Linked DNA regions of Mus musculus: region 2 is linked to region 1. Evidence: chromatin contacts called from public Hi-C data. All regions are on one chromosome and are shown on one strand. The core of a region is the stretch at or near the end of the contact, and the rest is flanking DNA. Distances in the headings are between cores, read along the strand shown.

Region 1 (5,433 bases), core at 1,351-3,850:
CAATATTATGAATATTCTAGGAGAAACTAAACTTCTGCTCATTTCTAGTTATCAATGTTAATATGGATGTTAAGACCAACATGTCAGAGTAGAGATGTATGAAGAGAGGTATGTGTGTGTGTATGTGTGTGTATATGTGTGTGTGTGAGAGAGAGAGAGAGGGAGAGAGAGAGAGAGAGAGAGAGAGAGAGAGAGAGAGAGAGAGAGAGAGAGAGAGAGAGAGAGAGAGTCAGTTGGGGATTGTATAAAACTGTTGGGAGCCGCCAGGTAAGATCTACAGTAAAATCTACCCAAGAAGTCAGAGACAAGGAAACCCTTAAATCTGTGGGATACGTTTCAACTTACTGTGCTGAGTAAAGAAGACATAAGTGGCCCAAATTCATGTGACAGCCCAACTTAGCACAGTCTTGGATAGTGATGATCATTGTGAAGTTACACTCACAGGGAAATGTGGCTCTGCCACCACAAAATACAGCAGTGAAAAATCTCATGAGGGATCAAAAAGATGGCACAGCAGTTGACAATGTGTAATGAAATATGCTTCTCAGCACCCATGGAGGGCAGCTCACAGACAGACTACCTGTTAACTCCGATTCCAAGGAACCGGATGCTCTCCTATGGCCAGTAAATGAGTCTGCACTCACATTCATATCACACACACACACACACACACACACACACACACACACAGAGAGAGAGACAGAGAAAGAAGACAGACAAGGGAGGGAAGGAGGGGCCGACTGGTAAAAAGCATTAATCTCACTGAGTATTTAATAAGATAATATAACTTTTTAAATAAACACCACCCAGGAAGAAAATTTCAAGACCAACCTTACTCTGGTGATTTTTTTTTTCACTGATGTATTTTGAACAATACAAAAAAGTATCAACTTTTCTACCTCAAAGGCTAATTGTTTGGAGCCTCGGTTCCTTCTTCATAAACATCTTGCATTTCTTATCAGAAAATAAACACGTTCTTTACACTGCTTCACATCCAAGTGGCCAGTTGCACCTCAGGTCCACGTAAGGCGAGGGAAGGGAAAGCCTGTGCAATGTTAGGGGTCCCAACGTGCTTGCATTATGGTCTTACTGCTCAGTATATGTTGCTGGTGATTTCAGGCATTAGAGTAATTAAAGCCTTCACTGTGCTATTGGGCATGGGGTTCATTTTTCCAGCTGTATAATGGTAAAATGGCATTTACTCCTCAGGGACACACTCAAACTTTGTCACACACTCCAACATAGGTTTGGGCTTCCAGTTTCAGAAAGTTCCAGAATATTAATATGTTTGTTATAAACAAACAACCATCACTTGAGCATGCCAAGCTGTCATACCCAGACTGAAATACATTTGATTGTGAGCCAATGATTATGACCAGAGCTAAGTTTCCCTAAGATGAGAGCAGTCTTACCAGACTAAAGGAGTCAGCTTTCACTCTGTCACTGACAACTGACAGCAGTACTTGCTAGAAGTACAGCCCTATGTGTGTTGGTGGAGAAAGGCTCAGCAGCTTCCAACAAATAGCCTTGCATACTCAAAACTCATCTTTTGAACTGAATATACATTACAAGGCAACACATGCAGTGTATGTGTGTGTGTGTGTGTGTGTGTATAGTGTGTGTATGTGTGTGTGTGTGTGTGTGTATGTAATATGTGTGTAGAGTGTATATAATGTATGTCTTAGACATGCCTGTATTAGGTATGTTTGTAGTGGGTGTGCATGGGAGGAGGCCTACACTTATGTCTGGAAGCCATAATAGAATTTCAGGAGTCCTGCTCTGTCATTCTCTGCCTTATTCCCTTGAGATAGGGTCTTTGGAATGACTCTGGAGCTAGGCAATACAGCAAGTCCCAGAACTTCTCCTGTCTCCACACAGGTTTTAAACACGATTTCTAAGGATTCAATTCAGCTCCTAATGCTTGTGAGACAAGCACTTGTTCCCATCTCCTCAGCCCAATACACAGTCCATGATTACTCTGTCCCAGATTCCACACCAGCAACCCTAACCCTTGCATCTACTGCTACTTTATTTTTCACCACCAATAGTGGTTTTCTATTTCAGGACAGCGTTGACATCTAGCATGTGCATAAAGGAGTACTCAACACACTTTCTGTTCTGTGGTATTTGTGGAAATAACACATCTTCCTATCTCTCTAAGGTATTAATAGTGCTCGGGAATTATCTCTATCTGCCACTGCAGACTTGCTCTTTACTGTAAAGTAGACTTTCAGGATTCCACAGACTGCACAGGCCCTCTTAGCTGTTGATGAAAGACTGGTCCCACCATGAACTGCTCTGAGGCGAATAAGCAATGTGGACAAATACTCTTGGTCAGAAGAATGGTTAACTTCCTGGACCCTAGGATAGCAGTAGGAGACCTGCCTCCACAGGGGTGGGGACCTTTGAGCTCCCAAGAGTAAACCCCTCTGATGATAAGATGATATGAAGTATTACCCAGAATTCCTGGTTCCTCATTTAGGGAGAAAATTGAGAATGAGACAAAAGAGCAGGCAACAACCACTGGCAGGAGCTATCAGATCAGCAGAGATCAAGGAGCTGCATTGTGGGGAAAGAGGAGTGTTAACAGAAGATACTGCAGGGCTGGGCACAAACATTGAAATCGAGGAAAGAAAGCATTTTGGTATAAAAGCAGCGAAGGGAGGCTTCCAGTGGTCTCAAATCTGAAATGGGGCCCCCAGGGCTTCTGATGACTGGGTTGGCAGGTAAGGAGATCTTGTGCCACCTTCAAGGACTACACAGAGCTCCAGTGCACGAGGAAGAAAGCCCTTGCTGGTATGTAGACAGGAAAACATTAATTGCTTTATTTGTTTGTTTTGTGTGCAGTTTGGAACTTTTTAGGTTGTTTTTAGGGAAACTGTCAATTTTAAGAGGAGCTGTGAGGGAAGCGGAATCTGCTTGCCAGATGGAAGAACTGGGTGGACTCTTGGACTGCCAGCCGGCTGTGGGCGTAGGAAGGGAGGGAGGCAGAGGGAAAGAAGGTGAGTGTGGGACAGCTCAGATGGAGGAACACGTGAGCCAGCATACACACACACACACACACACACACACACACACACACACACACGAACACAGAGAGACAGAGAGTCAGAGACAGACAAAAAGAGACAGAGACAGACAGAAAGAGACAGACACACACAAACACACACAGAGAGACAGAAACAGACAAACAGACACACACACACACACACACACACACACACACACAGAGAGAGAGAGAGAGAGAGAGAGAGAGAGAGAGAGAGAGAGAGAGAGAAAGAGAGAGAGAGAGACCTGCATTTTACTTCAGTCAAAAGCTGGAGCAACTGAGATGCCCAGATGTTTGATCTTGTAATTTATGGTAGTCAGTCAGGTTTGAGACTGCAGATTTAAGGGGATCACAAAGTTCTCCTTGCATAAGAAATAGGAGTGAAACCAATAAGCAGCAGGAACGATTTCTGCTTAATAATTATGTGTTTTACATTTTGAGCTTTGATGTTTAGAGTCCTCTTGCCCCACCTACACCCCCGCATTGGGGAGTGAAACCAGTTTTTCCCATGTGGAAGACAGACTATGTATGACTAAGACTCATCTCCAAATATATTTTTACTTATTATTCCTGGACAAGGTCCCAATAGTTTGGCAGGTTGACCTTGAGCTTCTGTCCTACTATAATGGCTGGCATTGAAGGCCCTTTATGTTGTTGTTGCAAAGATACTCTGATGCCTTATCAGAACACTAGGACTCACGTGTTTCTCTGGAGGCATAATATCTTTCATGAGAATCAAGGCTTTTCTGCCTCTGCTTTCTACAATGCAAAGTTGATGCAAGCAGAGAACATATATGCAGTTTTACAAAGATCAGGTTACAATTTACCTGGATACTGATACTAAAATGAATAAATACAAGCAGAAGTCAGCTATAATGGGCTATTGCACAGCAGAACTGCCATAGATAGTTAATGTATACTTCAAAGGAACTAACAGAAAGGATTTTTCTAAATGGTTTTGGCACAAAGAAGTGATAAATGCTCAAAAAGACAGGTACATTTCACCTGTGTTGATGATATTCAGAATTTGTATGATTTATGTGGCAAAAAGCAAAAGAAATAGACAAAAATTACAGAAGAAAAAAGTCTAAAGTACAAAACATCAAAGCCTTTCTTTCAAGATCAACAGTGCCAACTGACTTTTGAAAGACTTGAAATCCTGTGAGATAGGACTGGCTTTTCTCTGAGTAGAGTACTGAAGATTTTCACATGTGTGTTCATGATGGTAAGGCACGATTACCAGAAAAGCTTATTGGGTCTCAGGATTCAGCAGACATGCTTGGACATCTTCGTCAGTGCAGTACCCGTATAACAGCCTGTGCTGAACTCTTAGTGAAGGGCATTTCTACAAGGGAAAAAAACTTTTCATCCGCAAAATGTCTCATACGTATAGAATATGCAAAACAAATACAATGGATATTTTAGCTGTTCCCCAAACTAAAAGCAAAATATACTCGAATAATCTAAATCTTGTAATAAACAATTAGGTAAGATACAATAACAGCTCCCAAGCAAAGAAAATGAACTCATTTTAAAATTGGTTCTTAGCAGGTATAATGAAGAAGATAAATTTGAACAATTAGAAACTAATGAAGATTTTGTAAAAATTGCTATTTACAATGAATAAGTTAGAAGATGTTTGGGAAATGTGATCATATGTTACAAATAGGTCTAAATGACAAATGCCATAGGCAATTAAGGAAATTAGTCAAGAAACTCAATTATCTTGGCATTATTTTTTAAAACTGTTATACCAGACTGTGTATCTGTAACATGGTACACATATTCAGAAGAGGATTAGAAAGAATGAGCTCAGATATCACCAGCTGGTAATATTTCCACTAATCATACTAATCATTAAAATTATAAGGTTAGACATTCAGTGCATGACCAAAAGTGACAATAGAACCACAATAATTATAAATGGGTTTTTAAAAATATTATTGCCTCAACATCAGATGTAAAAATTTATGACAATGGTTTTTCACTGTGACTGTGTGTGTGTGTGTGTGTGTGTTTGTGTGTGTGTGAATTGTGTGTGTATATATTAGAGACGTGGATGCTCAAACATGTTTTATGGCGATCACTTTTAACCCACTTCTTTAGAAGCTAAGCTGTATAAATTGAATTTATTTTGGCAAGGGAAGACTGGTAATTATCCTTATATAAAATGAGTTTCTGATGAAGGATCACAGTAATGGGCCAGAAGGGTAATTTCCATTTGTCCATGCCCTCTTATTGATATCAAGACCAAGCTTACAACCCTTGATTATGTCTCTCAACAGTGAGAGTAATTTTAGGATTTAAGCTTTCATTGCACTGGGAATTGCTAGTATTAGGACTGGTACAAAAAGGGCCTATCTAAAACCTTGAAGCCAAATGAA
Region 2 (5,490 bases), core at 222-2,721, 270 kb before region 1:
CGTTAATGAAGAAACCTGAGCTCCCAAGCTGGAATATTGATGCCAGATACATTTAATTCTCTCGTGAGGAAAATTTACATTCCTCTAACATTTTTACTCACACATCACACTTGATTTATATTTGTGAAGAAATCTTTACTTCCACTTCACCATCAGAGAAACTGTGGTACAGGGAACTGGGTGTAGTGCTGATATCAAGAAAGTAGAACACGCACGTTTATAGGGTTTTGTATGTTTTTAAGAAGGAAGGAAGGAAGGAAGGAGAGACAGAGACAGAGACAGTGAGAGACAGAGAGAGACAGAGAGAGACAGAGAGAGACAGAGAGAGACAGAGAGAGAGGGAGAGAGCAGAAATGGCTGTCATATAGGTGGAAATAAGTGATTATTAGAATTTAGCTTTCATTAGTGGTTAATGTGTCCTTTGTGTCCTTGGCAGTCTATCATTGTCAGTGTCCCTTCTATTCCTTAAACTTCCTATCTTATGACTTCACATTGGTTTCTGAAGTTCCGAGCTGAATGGTGATATCTGAAGGCAGAATTGGTAAATGAAACTGGCAGTCGAATCAAAGATCAGAGCTCTCTGCTTTTAGTCACCAAGAAAAATAAACGTTTCCCAGAAACATCACTAAGATATACTCTTAGATCTGTTTGATCATAAAATCATCCAAAATCCCCCTAGTAAGATGAGGGAGACACGAACAATGAATGACTTAGTAATTTTGTGCTGCTATGAATTTGGGGAAAAAACATAATAGTCAGAAATTAATTTTTATTATGGTTCCTGAAACTGGCTAGTTCATGGTGAAAGCAGAGTCCCTGCTTCTAAAGTAATATCTTGAAAACTATGTGCTTCAAAATGGAGAAATGCTATCCCTCACATATCAGAAATAAATCGCAAAGATGTAACAGACTCTCTTGTTAAGTAAGTCCTTGCATGAATACTTACTTAAAGTATTTGTGTTGAAGAGTTCTTAAGAGGCAAGCTACCTTGCCATTAGACCCGTTCCCACCTGACTGAGATTTTTCTTTTTCAAAATTCTTTCACTTAGTAGGCTGAGGTGGTAATGCCACTTAAAGAAGGAAGAGTGTACATTAGCTCACAGTTAAAAGTATAGTCTACCATGGCATGCATGCCAGGGTATCGGGTCACAGTGCCACTGTGGTCAGATGAGAACAACACATGCCATCCATGCTCACCTATACACCTGACAGAAATATAATATCCACAGTATCCAAAGAACTCAACACTTGGGCCCTTCACTCTGAAAGAAAACAATGGCTAAGAAATATCTCTAAAAAGATTCTCTCAAAAAACGTTTGTTCACCAGCCCTGATAATTATGTGAATCAAATCAAAACAACTCTGAGGTTTTCTTACCTCAATCAAAGTGGCAAAGACCAGTAACAGCAGCACACGCCTGCTGCGGGGAAAGTGGAGCCCTCATTAAATGTTAATGGGACTATAAACCACTGAAGCCACTCTGCAAACAAGTGTGCAGAGTTCTCAAAAAGCTAAAAATAAATCGACCAGATGACCTGGCCTGTGTCATTTCGTGGCATGTTTCCAAAGGACTGGACATTTTGTTCCACATACACTTCATTGGTGCTGTCTTCACAATATCTAGAAAATGAAAACAACCTATAAATCCTACAACCAGCAAATTAATAATGAAACTGTAATACATATACACTATGAAATACTATTCTGCTGTAATGAAAGATGAAATCACGGACTTTGTGGGTAGATGGATGGCACTAGAAAAGATTATATTGAGTGAGGTAACCCCAACTCAGAAATAGAAATGTCTCATGTTCTCTCTCATTTGAGGTGACTAGTTCCAAATCTGAGATGAAAATAGATATTCTGTAGTAACTACAGAAACCAGAAAAGTAAAATGGGACCATTTCCTGAATAGGAGTTTTGGAGAGATCTGTGGCATTTTAGAATCTACCTGTGGACATAAAGCTTATATACTAAGAGAACTGTAAGAGTTTTTAAAAACTCATTTTATTAATAAATGCTGACATTTATGAAGAAGATACGCATATGTGGAAATGGAATCCATTCTGAGAGAATACAACTGAGGAGATCAGACTGCTTATTAATCTAATTTAGCCACATACGAACAGTTACACGGTTTCTGGATTTAAGATTCTGCTTGATTTATTTGCTGTGATGGTTATCTTGCCTGATTGACTAAAACTTTCACTTATCATTGAGGTATATTTACAAAGGGTGAGATGTCAGATGATGCTTGGTGCACTTCAGATACAGGAAGGATGCTTAAGGGTTTTGGAGATAGGAACATTGGGGTTGATATAAAATGTTTAATCACTCCTACATAAAAACATGCACAAAACAGAATATTAGGGTTCATGCGTGCTCACTCACAATGTGCAGGCACACAGACACACACACACACACACACACACACACACACACACAGAGAGAGAGAGAGAGAGAGAGAGAGAGAGACAGACAGACAGACAGACAGACAGGAGACACAGAATGAGTAAGAGAGAGAGACAGAGAGATAGTGAGAGACAGAGAGAGAGACAGACAAGAAATAGGAAGAGAGAGAGAGAGAGAGAGAGAGAGAGAGAGAGAGAGAGAGAGAGAGAGAGAGACCCTATTTCTAGGCATTCTAGAATACCCTCCATTTTCAGTTCATTAAGAAATATTTTAGTTAAAGAACAAGGCATTTCAGTAAACTGCTTATAATCCATGTTTTAGGTGGACACTTAACAGAAAGCAGTTACATCATCAGTGAAGCTGCATATTTGGACAACCTAAACCAATCGCATATTCAAGGTAGAGATGAGTGCTCCAAGGACAAAGAGTACATACACATCATGCTTTAACAGGCAATTGCCAGGGATGACGGCAATCTAATTAGAGAGCCTGAAGCTGAAGCTCTCAATGAGCAGGTCACTAAAATGTTGAGCTGCAAAACAGACCTGGAGACTTAAACCTGGAGACTTACATCCTTTGCTGAATTATGATCAACGCTAATAACAGGGCTATGATGATAAGAAAGGCTACATATTATTGAAAATTGATTCTGAAGTCAACTCTGCCATGTGTTTATGGCATTACCTTGGCATTACTTAGCGTCTCATAGCTAAGACTCTGACTTATAACCTGAGACGTTAACTCTGTGCTGCCTAGCCATAATCTCTTTCTAGCTACGATTTCTGTTTCACTTGCCACTGTAGGAAATGAAGTGCTTCTCAGTCCTGTGCTTTATATCCACACTTCCTGCTACTTGCTTTTTTAAAAGGCACTAGATCGTTAATGTTTATCTATTTCTAGGCCAATCACTGGCAACCTGCCTGCCTGCTCCATCCCTGTGATTGATTGGAATGCTTAAGGCATTATGAATGTTCTTTTCCTCTCTTAGTCTCAGGCAGGTAAGTATCTGCTGTGGTTTGTTCTTGTAAATCTCATCCTGACCCCGAGTCATATTCTTGGCAGCCTTTTTTTGAACACAAAATTAGCTGGGGGAGTACGTCTGGGTCATCAGAACTGCCCCTGTGCCATAAACTTCTGCATTCCCCTGGAAGCTGGCATGCCCTGTGTTTTCTCTGCCTGGAATTTCTATTCTATGTCTAACTCTTTGTTCCTAACAGTATAACAGCATGTTCTACTACTGTTGCTCAGGTTAGTATTATAATAATTTACAATTTTGCTCTCCCTTCCAATGATGTATGGAGGACTTCCTGAATGAACAGTGACTGTAATTGCTGAGGATATTGAGCTTCATCAGCCAATTACTGTGCACAGATGATTGCTCTCAAGTATTCCTCGCAGCACACTTGAAATAAAAAGCAACTGGCCCAGTTATGTCAGTGAATTTCATTGCTTCCACCCATGGGCTTGAGGGGGAGAGAAGCAGGGGAGGGAAGCATTTGCACCAGAGAAGATAAATTCAGCATGCCTAGACTTTGCTTTCCAATTCCTATTTCCTATGACCAGCATTTTCACAGAACCTTCAGGGCTGGCGTTTTCTGCTCTTTTATAATCCATTTCTTTAATGGCAATGTCAGGCAAAGGTCTTAGTAAGGAAGCCTTTAGCTTGTGCTCTTTAAAAAAGGGCAAAAACAACAAAACAGTTTTCTGAGAATGAAGAAAATAATCCCCTCATTTCTATCCTTTTTATTTTCTCAGTTTTGTTTACTTTTCTTGATTCTTATGGTTAAAACACTTTGGAAGACCCTTCTACCTTTATTATCAGTTCCTGACAGCTGACTAATTCCTCATGTGTGCCATACAGCTTTCCTTTGCACTTTCGATACAGTTTGATCATTCATCTCTATGGTCTGAGTCTAACTACTGTAAGCACAGTGACTGAAATCAGTAGATCTTGTATTTCATTACTGCCTGGTCATGTATCATGCTCAGTCAGCTTATCGTCATATCTTAGAACATCCTGGAAATATGAAAGTGCAGTATACAAAGCCATGGCTGCATGAATAAGGGAAAATATGCTTAGCCTAAATTCAATCTTCTAAATGTTGGCTATCAGCAGCAAAAGATGCCCTTATCAAGTGCTTGAATACCTACAAGGAAAACTAAAATCCACAGGATGTGTAATGTCAGGGAAATATTAACCAGATGCTTTCTAAGATGCCTCTGTTCTGTTGCAAAGAAGGCTGCGGTAGACATTAGGAGTGAAAGTACAAACTTCAAAATACAGGCTCAAGCTATAGCAATTCAGCATTATTAGTAATCTTTAGAAGAGAGGGTATAAATTTCAAACCCTCTCATTCAGAAGAAAATGCTGTTACAAGTTGGCCTAAAAAAAAATATACTTTGTCTTTCCCCAACTCTATCTCCATTGAATCAGGAGTATAAGCTTAAAGACAACTAAATTATAACATTACCCAAATCTCTTGGTCTAAACCTCTCATTTTCAAGAAATTTATAACATTGTGCTAGTTTTCACTGATTACATGAAATTCAATACCTTAATACCATGATTAAGAAAACTTTTGATTTTAAAATAATAACTTAAAAGAAAGCAAGGCTACATATCTGTATGCTCTTAAACTATATGAGCACCAAGAGCCAGCTCTTGCACTTTCTCTTTGAAATCAGACTTTTTTTCCAATTAATTTTTTAAAATTTTATTTACATCCTGAATGTTACCCCCTTCTCTTCCTTTCTGAGAGAGTACTCCCCTAGCCCCAACCCCCTTATTCCCTACCCCTGGGCATTCCTCTTCTCCAAGGTGTCCAGTCAAGTCTCTACAGGATTAGGCACATTTTTTCCCACTGTGGCTAAACAAGGCCCATCCTCTGTTATACATATAGCAGGGGCCTCAGAACAACCCTGTTTGTGGCTTAGTCTCTGAGAGCTCCCAGGAGTCCAGGTTAGTTGACACTATTGGTCTTCTTATGGGGTTGCCATCCCTTTCAGCTCCTTCAATCCTCCTAACCTTCTACAGGGGTTCCTGACCTCAGTCCAATGGTTGCCTGTTAAGTATCTGCA

Evidence for each region. Hi-C and Micro-C count contacts between places; a contact is called where the count stands out from the background.
Region 2: a contact with region 1 is called in a Hi-C map of liver, with 3 times the contacts expected there. The contact joins the promoter of D830032E09Rik here to the enhancer-like site in region 1. A contact is called at or near these places in 3 of 484 Hi-C or Micro-C datasets (the Patski cell line, liver and uterus).

What each region holds. Positions count from the first base shown.
Region 1 is chr1:107,642,823-107,648,255 of GRCm38.p6, reverse strand. No RefSeq gene overlaps it. Among named protein-coding and RNA genes, the nearest start is that of Gm15389, 41 kb to the left of the region's middle. Within about 2 kb of position 2,600, at least 11 of the 459 cell types and tissues checked have an H3K27ac peak or open chromatin away from gene starts, as enhancers often do. A contact at or near this core is called in liver, where this site is marked.
Region 2 is chr1:107,913,240-107,918,729 of GRCm38.p6, reverse strand. D830032E09Rik (RIKEN cDNA D830032E09 gene) reads right to left here and starts at 1,471. Exons shown (of 5, transcript NR_102307.1): 1 at 1,378-1,471.